Regions from separate parts of the Sus scrofa genome. Here region 1 is linked to region 2. The links are chromatin contacts, called in public promoter capture Hi-C maps. All regions are on one chromosome and are shown on one strand. The core of a region is the stretch at or near the end of the contact, and the rest is flanking DNA. Distances in the headings are between cores, read along the strand shown.

What was found. Promoter capture Hi-C pulls out the DNA fragments that hold promoters and counts their contacts.
Region 1: a promoter capture Hi-C map of fetal liver shows a contact between it and region 2, with 4 times the contacts expected there. The contact joins the promoter of LOC110255906 here to the promoter of SPAG7 in region 2. A contact is called at or near these places in 1 of 5 promoter capture datasets (fetal liver) and 1 of 2 datasets of contacts at active chromatin or transcription factors (alveolar macrophages).

The regions. Positions count from the first base shown.
Region 1 is chr12:53,090,113-53,092,979 of Sscrofa11.1, reverse strand. LOC110255906 (collagen alpha-2(V) chain-like) reads left to right here and starts at 1,322. Exons shown (of 4, transcript XM_021066316.1): 1 at 1,322-1,491. The coding sequence starts at 1,322. All of the region lies in intron 1 of KDM6B (lysine-specific demethylase 6B), which reads right to left.
Region 2 is chr12:51,946,940-51,950,240 of Sscrofa11.1, reverse strand. It overlaps SPAG7 (sperm associated antigen 7), which reads right to left and starts at 1,328. Exons shown (of 7, transcript NM_001243921.1): 1 at 1,236-1,328. The coding sequence starts at 1,320. It overlaps CAMTA2 (calmodulin-binding transcription activator 2), which reads right to left. Exons shown (of 23, transcript XM_021067750.1): 19 at 3,204-3,275; 20 at 3,068-3,088; 21 at 2,719-2,906; 22 at 2,486-2,560; 23 at 1,538-2,401. The coding sequence ends at 2,338.

The DNA of each region.
Region 1 (2,867 bases), core at 73-2,572, 1.1 Mb before region 2:
AGAAGGGAGCTTGAGGCTGGATCCCTCCAGGACAGGGACGCTCAGAATGTGAGACCAGGGAGTGAGTGAGCGAGAGTCTATGTGTGTGTAGTCTGTAGCATTTGTATATGTGGTTGTGTTGAGGGAGAAAGGGAAGCTGGGGAGGGTCTAGCCTACAGAGAGGGGAGTGGCAGGCCTTAGGACAGACTAAGAGGAGGAGTGAGGGGCAGCCGAGGGGGTCAGCGGGGTGTGTATGGGGTGTCTGGACACCAGAGTGGGGGAGGGGCCAACAGCCGTTTAAAGGGCCAGCCCCAGAGCTTTAATCCCTCACCAGCTCTGGCCCCAAGCCGGAGGCTGTAATTCATCTGTCCAACAGCTGGGGTGGGTGTGTGTGGTGGGGGGGGGCATGTGGACGGGAAGGGGGAGCTGGGGGAGGGGCCGCGGCTTTCTTGTGCACAGAGCCAAACAACAAAAGGAAAAGCTGAAGGGCCAGCTCCAGTGTGCCCAGGCCAGGCTGCTGACCCACAGACCTGCCAGTGGCCCCCACCTGGTGGCCAACAGGCTCTGTAGTTTAGACTCATGGATTCTTGGCCAAGGACTCCATGAACCCAAAGGTGGGGCCCTGGAGAAGGCCCACGCTGAGTGCCCCCCCAGGCAGGCTGTCAGCCCTCCTTGCAGGTCCCAGCTGCAGCCCGATCCCAGACCTGGCAGGCCTCGCAAAAGATTCAGCCTCAAATGCCCTGCTCACCGGCCAAGCCTCCCCAGACATGGTCTGCCGGCTCGGCTCCCCCTCCCGCTGGCGCAGGGTGGCAGCGGCCACACCGAGGCTGTCCCTTTAAATCATTACCACCCCTGATGGTGTGGATGAACTGAGGGCCCTGCCCCCCAGGCAGGCAGCTTGCCACCTCCCCCCCACGAGTCCCCAGAAATGTGAGGGCCATTTAAAGGGACAACAGAGAGGCAGCCGGGTCCCTAACCGCCCCCGCCCCCACCCCGCGTACACTCGCAGCCCCTTTCCCCCACGACACACAGCCCCTTGCCCCTCCAGAGGGCCCCCCAAATTCCGGTTCTCTCCCCACCCCTAGAGACTGCTAGAGGAGAAAGGGGGCCAGAGTTGGGGGGCGGGGAACTGGGGGAGCGAGAAAAGGACAGGGACTCCCTCCTTCCTCAGAGCCCCAGGGGACAGGTCGGAAGGAAAGCAAAGCCAGGAGAAGCAGCGAGACAGAGCCCCGAAAGGTGCCGCGGGCAGACCTGGGACGCACAGGCTGTCGGGCGACGGGAAGGGAGTCAGGCTGCACGAGACGGCGGCGCGGCCGGCGGGTGACCAGCCCAAGTGGGGGAGATGGAACGAGGAGGGCCGGGGGAAAGCGGCAAGGCCGGGGGCGACGGGGAGACGGAACCGGGGAAAGGGGTCAGCCGGGAGGGTGTGGAGGAAAATCCGAGAAGGGAGGGCGAGCCAGGCCGGGGTTACCTGCTGGGTGTCTGTCCCCCGGCGGTGCCCCCGGAGTCCGGGTAGGGAGGGGGGAGCAGCAGGGGGGGAGTGGGGGCTGGGGGGGCGGGGGAGACGGTCCCTCCTCTGCCTCCTGGGCCTGCCCCGGCGCTTGCAGCCTCTGCCTCCCTCCCTCCTCCTCCCCGTCCCTGAGTCCCGGAGTCAAACAAAGAACTGTAGCAGGCTCTCCCCAACCCCCTCCCTCCTCCTCCTCCTCCTCCTCCTCCTCCACCTCCTCCTCCCCTCCCTCCCTCCCCACCAGCAGGCTCCCTCCTCCTCCCTTCCGGTCTCTTCCTTCAACTACCCGCCCCCCCCCCAGCCCCCAGCACTGGTCTCTCTACCCACCCACCCGAGCCTTTTACACACCCCTCGGCCAGCCCTGTCCCCGCAAAGGAAACCGTGGAGTCCCTCTGCAAAATTGAAAGGCTCCAGAGAACATGGGAGGGGATTGGGGTCTTGCTCAAAAATCGAGAACCACAATACAATTATTTTATTTTCACAGCCAGAGGAATAGTCTGAGCTGTCTCTTCTTCAAGAAGGGGGGGAAAAAATAATCCCAAAGAAAGCAATACAAATCTGACTAAAGCCCTCATCAAATAAAGTGCACAATGCAGTGGAAGCTAATCCCCAAACCCCTCTCCCCCCACCTACCAAATTAACACAAACTCTCCATTCCTAAGATCATGGTCAGTTGGAAGCAGGCTTACCAACCATAATAGTAAAATAATAACTAACAACATTTAACAAGAACAAGCATTTCATAACAAGCGTTCATTCAGTGTTCATTCTGTGCCAGGGACTGTGCTAAATGCTTTGCATAAATAATTTTGTTTTTCCCAGTCAACAGCCTAGAAGGTAGGTATTGATATTTAAATTTTCCAGATGAAGACTATGAGGCTCCGAGAGGTGGTCACCTTTCCAAGTACTTATAGCCACGAAGTGGCAGAGCTAGGAATGGAATCCAGGTCTGATCTGACAGCCCGAATTCTAAGGTATACAATAAGAGAAACCAGTATCCAATACCATAACCAACCCCAGGACTTAACAGAGAAGGGGAAACCATAGCTATCAAGTGAGTCCCCTTCCTTCAAGAGTGAGATCTACCCACCGACACAGAATAAAGGCCCTGACTTTCCTAATACAATCTAATACAGTTTCTTGACTCGCTTCCTCACTGTTGGGGGTGTGCGTGAGGTGCCACTGACTAAGGTCAGGGCTGAACTGGTATCCGGTGAATTCCGCATGCCACACACAGTTCTTCTGAGTGAGGAGCTATCTGGCAATTTCAACTCAAAAGGAGGGGGGGGCAACGAAACACTTGGCAATGCAGCAGGTGGGAAAGGAAAAAGACTGCTGGGAGGCTGGGGGAGGGGGGCGCTTGGAGGGAAAGCCCTTCTGT
Region 2 (3,301 bases), core at 79-2,578:
CCTTGAGCACTGTGCTCCCCTCTCACTTACCGAATTACCCATTCTTCATCATCTCAGCTCACTGCAGACTAGGTTAGGACCCTACTTGTAGCCCCTCTCATAACAATTATTTTTCCTTCAGGACATTGATAAAGCTGGTTTTTAAACTCCCGTGTGAGCATTTCATGTGGGCTCCTGGAGGGTACCCCTGGGCCCGAGTAACCACTCAGGACAGCAACTATGGATGATATAGTTCGATATTAGGCAGCACTTGAGACTTCGAAGGCAACCTAGCCTGCCCTGGCCCCACCTCGGACGGGTGGAGAGCCGGTGCCCGGGACATGGTCAAGGCTGGTGTCCTCCCCAAGGCAGTCATTCTGCCAGATTCATTCACACGTCTCAGAGCAGCAACCCAAAGAGAGGGCAGCCCCTCCCCGCGGGCCGCGCCCTGCGCTGGGAGCCCAAGTTGACAGGCCAGCAGGGAAGTTACTCGGAGAACACAGGCGGGGAGACTACCGCCAATCGGACCGGGCAGGGGCATTCTCATCCCTCCAATCAACATTCACTCCCCCCCCCGGGGGGGGGGTTCTGGCATTTAAGGGTGTAGATGAAGAAGGTTGGTTGGAGGAGCGGCAGAAGGGAGCGGGTTAAATCAAGAAGGCGGGGCAGAAAGGCGCCAAAAGGACTCAGCAACCAATTAGAGGTGCTGAGGGTGGGGTGGACTAGAGGAAGGTCGAACGAAACGTGATAGGTAGACGTTTAAGTTGAGGTGACCAATAAGGGTGAAAGGCTTGCGGATGGACGTGTCCGGGGCCCAATCGGAATAGGGACAGGGGTTGCCGGGACTCGAGCACCGAGAGGCGGGAAAGGCAGAGCGGTGGAACACGCCCCCCGCTCCGGTCCGAAGGCGGGAAGAGGAGCCGCCGCAGAACACCAAGGGGTTGGGTGGGGTTGGAGGCAGCCTACCAATCACAGCACGCCACCCGCGGACAGGCGGGCTCGTCGACGAATTAAAAAGAAGGACTGCGGAAGGCCAGGGTAGGGAGAGGAGAGAGGGCTGGCGCTGGGCTTCAGGTAGCCAATCAAGGTCCGCTAAGAACAGCGGGCGGGCCGGTAGCCCTTTTAGGGACTCCGGGGGTCTCTGAAGGGGACCGTGAGAGGTCTTTCAAGGTTGAGGAGGCGGGGTCGTCAAAGTGGAAGGAGTGAGGTCCTGTGAACCGGGCGAAAAAAGGCGGTTGTGAATTTGGGATCCTCACCTCGGGCCTTGCGCCGAGTCTCCTGGTCACCGAGGCTTGGTGGCTTCTCCATGGAGCTCAGGATGGAGCCCAGTAGGTCCGCCATCTTGGGAGTGACTGAGAGGGGGCGGTGCGTCTTAAAGGGAAGGGCAAAATGCCTTTAAGGCCGGAAACACGTCGGAGGCGGAAAACCACGCGCCCGCCCCGCCCAGCTCCCGTGCGGCGCTGACGCCAGCTGGGGCGCCCGGCGCAGCCTCCCAAGGGCGGAGGCCCCGCCCCGCCCCCCCCGCCCCCCACTCCCCGGTCAGACAGAGGCCGGAGGCTGGCTGGTGCAGCGATGTTTAATGGCAATTCGTAGAAACCAAGCCCATGCACAAGTAGAAAGTGCTCTCGTAGAGCCGGCTGAAGGCCCCCGCCGCGCCAGGAACCACAAGTCCGGCTGTGCAGCCCTCCCCGCGGCGCCTTAAATAGATTCTTCACTATACTCTGTATGTTACATTATGTACAAGCCCCCTCCCCTCGGGGACGGGGCAGGACTCCGCAACGCGTTCTTATATACACCCCTCCTTTGGCCCCGAGATCGGTGGCCGGAGTCGGTCGGGGTGACGGGGAAACACAGGGTCAGAAAAGGAGGGAACAGACGCAAACATGCGGAGTCGGGGTGGGGGCACAGTCAGCCCTGAAACACGAGGGGCGCGCGCGCAGTGAAGGCAGAGGTGGGACCGAGGCGGATACATTCAGAGACTCGTTGAACAAATAAATAAGGCAAGTCAGGAAGGGGCTGAGGTGGGTACAGGCGGGTTCGGAGATGTGGAGAAGGGGCAGGCAGGGCTCCGGAGGTCACAGCTGAAGATGCAGGTATGTGGGGCGTGGGTCTTCTGGAGCCGGGGACTCAAAGAGGGGGGCACGACCCGGAGGGAAGAGGAGAAGGAGCCGGGGGTGGGAGAGGGAGTTCAGCACTTCGGAGGGGGCGGGAGCGGAGACCGAGGATGGGCTCCTACAGAAGTGACGGGAAAGCTGCCAACGGGGGGTGGGGTGGGGGGGCTCCCCCTCCCCCAGAGAGCCCTCTCCCTGTTAAGACTGCAAGAAGCGGCCCCGGCTGATGAGAAAGGCGATGGAGAAGTCAGGTGGCCAGGCCGGGCTGGGGAAGCCCTTCCAGCTCCTGGTTCTGCTTCAATTCCCTCATCCTGCCGAGAGACAAGGAAGGAGTCAGGGGACACCGGCCGATCGGGAGGTGGGATGGGGGAGGCGGCAGGGCCAAATCGCAGCACCTGTGTCGGCAGCGCCGCAGGAATCTCATGATCTTCCGGGCTGCCTGGTCCTGCTTCTTGGTGAGAAAAGAGCCTCTGGTGGAAGAAAGAAGAGATGAAACCTCACACAACACGCGGGCATCCCCTGCCCTCTGCCCCTTAGGGACCCTGGCAGGGGAAGGGGGGGGCAGAATGATGGAGGGTATCCTTGGGCAGTGGGTATGGCCAGCAGGGGTGGAAAGCTAGGGCCATACTTGCTGCGGGCAGGCAGGGGGCCCGTGGGCCGGTGGGGAGGCCCTGGCCTGCGACGGTAGGAGCGGTAGTGCTGCTGGATGAGCACCGCTGCCCGGCGACTCTGCTGAAATCGCTTCTGTTCATAGTAGCTTCGGAACTTGCTCTGGATCAGGATGGCAGCCTGGGTCATCTTCTTATAGAGTGCAAACTGCAGGGGTGGGGAGGAGGGGAAGGGGCTGAAATGGAGGGACAGAGATCCAAGCCCCTGAGGGTCACCCCCAAGTTCAGTTGTTGCAAGTCTCTCTCTAATCCACACGGGAAAGCTGAATCATCACAGACAAGCTCACGCCCAGGTCTCATGCCTAATACCTTGAGTGCAATCCAGGTCAGCTTGTGGAAAGAGAAGGGGAGTTAGGGCTCCGGCAGCATTCTGGATGCTCTGGGCTGGAATGGGTGGGTGTGGGTGTGGGTTGGGGGGTGTGCTTTCAAGAGAGGATGGTCTCACCTGCTTGTACTTCCGGTAACAGCGCTGGATTACAGCTGCTGCTACCTCCTGCTGCTCCTTCAGCCGCCGGCCCTAAGGGGGGAGGAGAAGTCTCAACA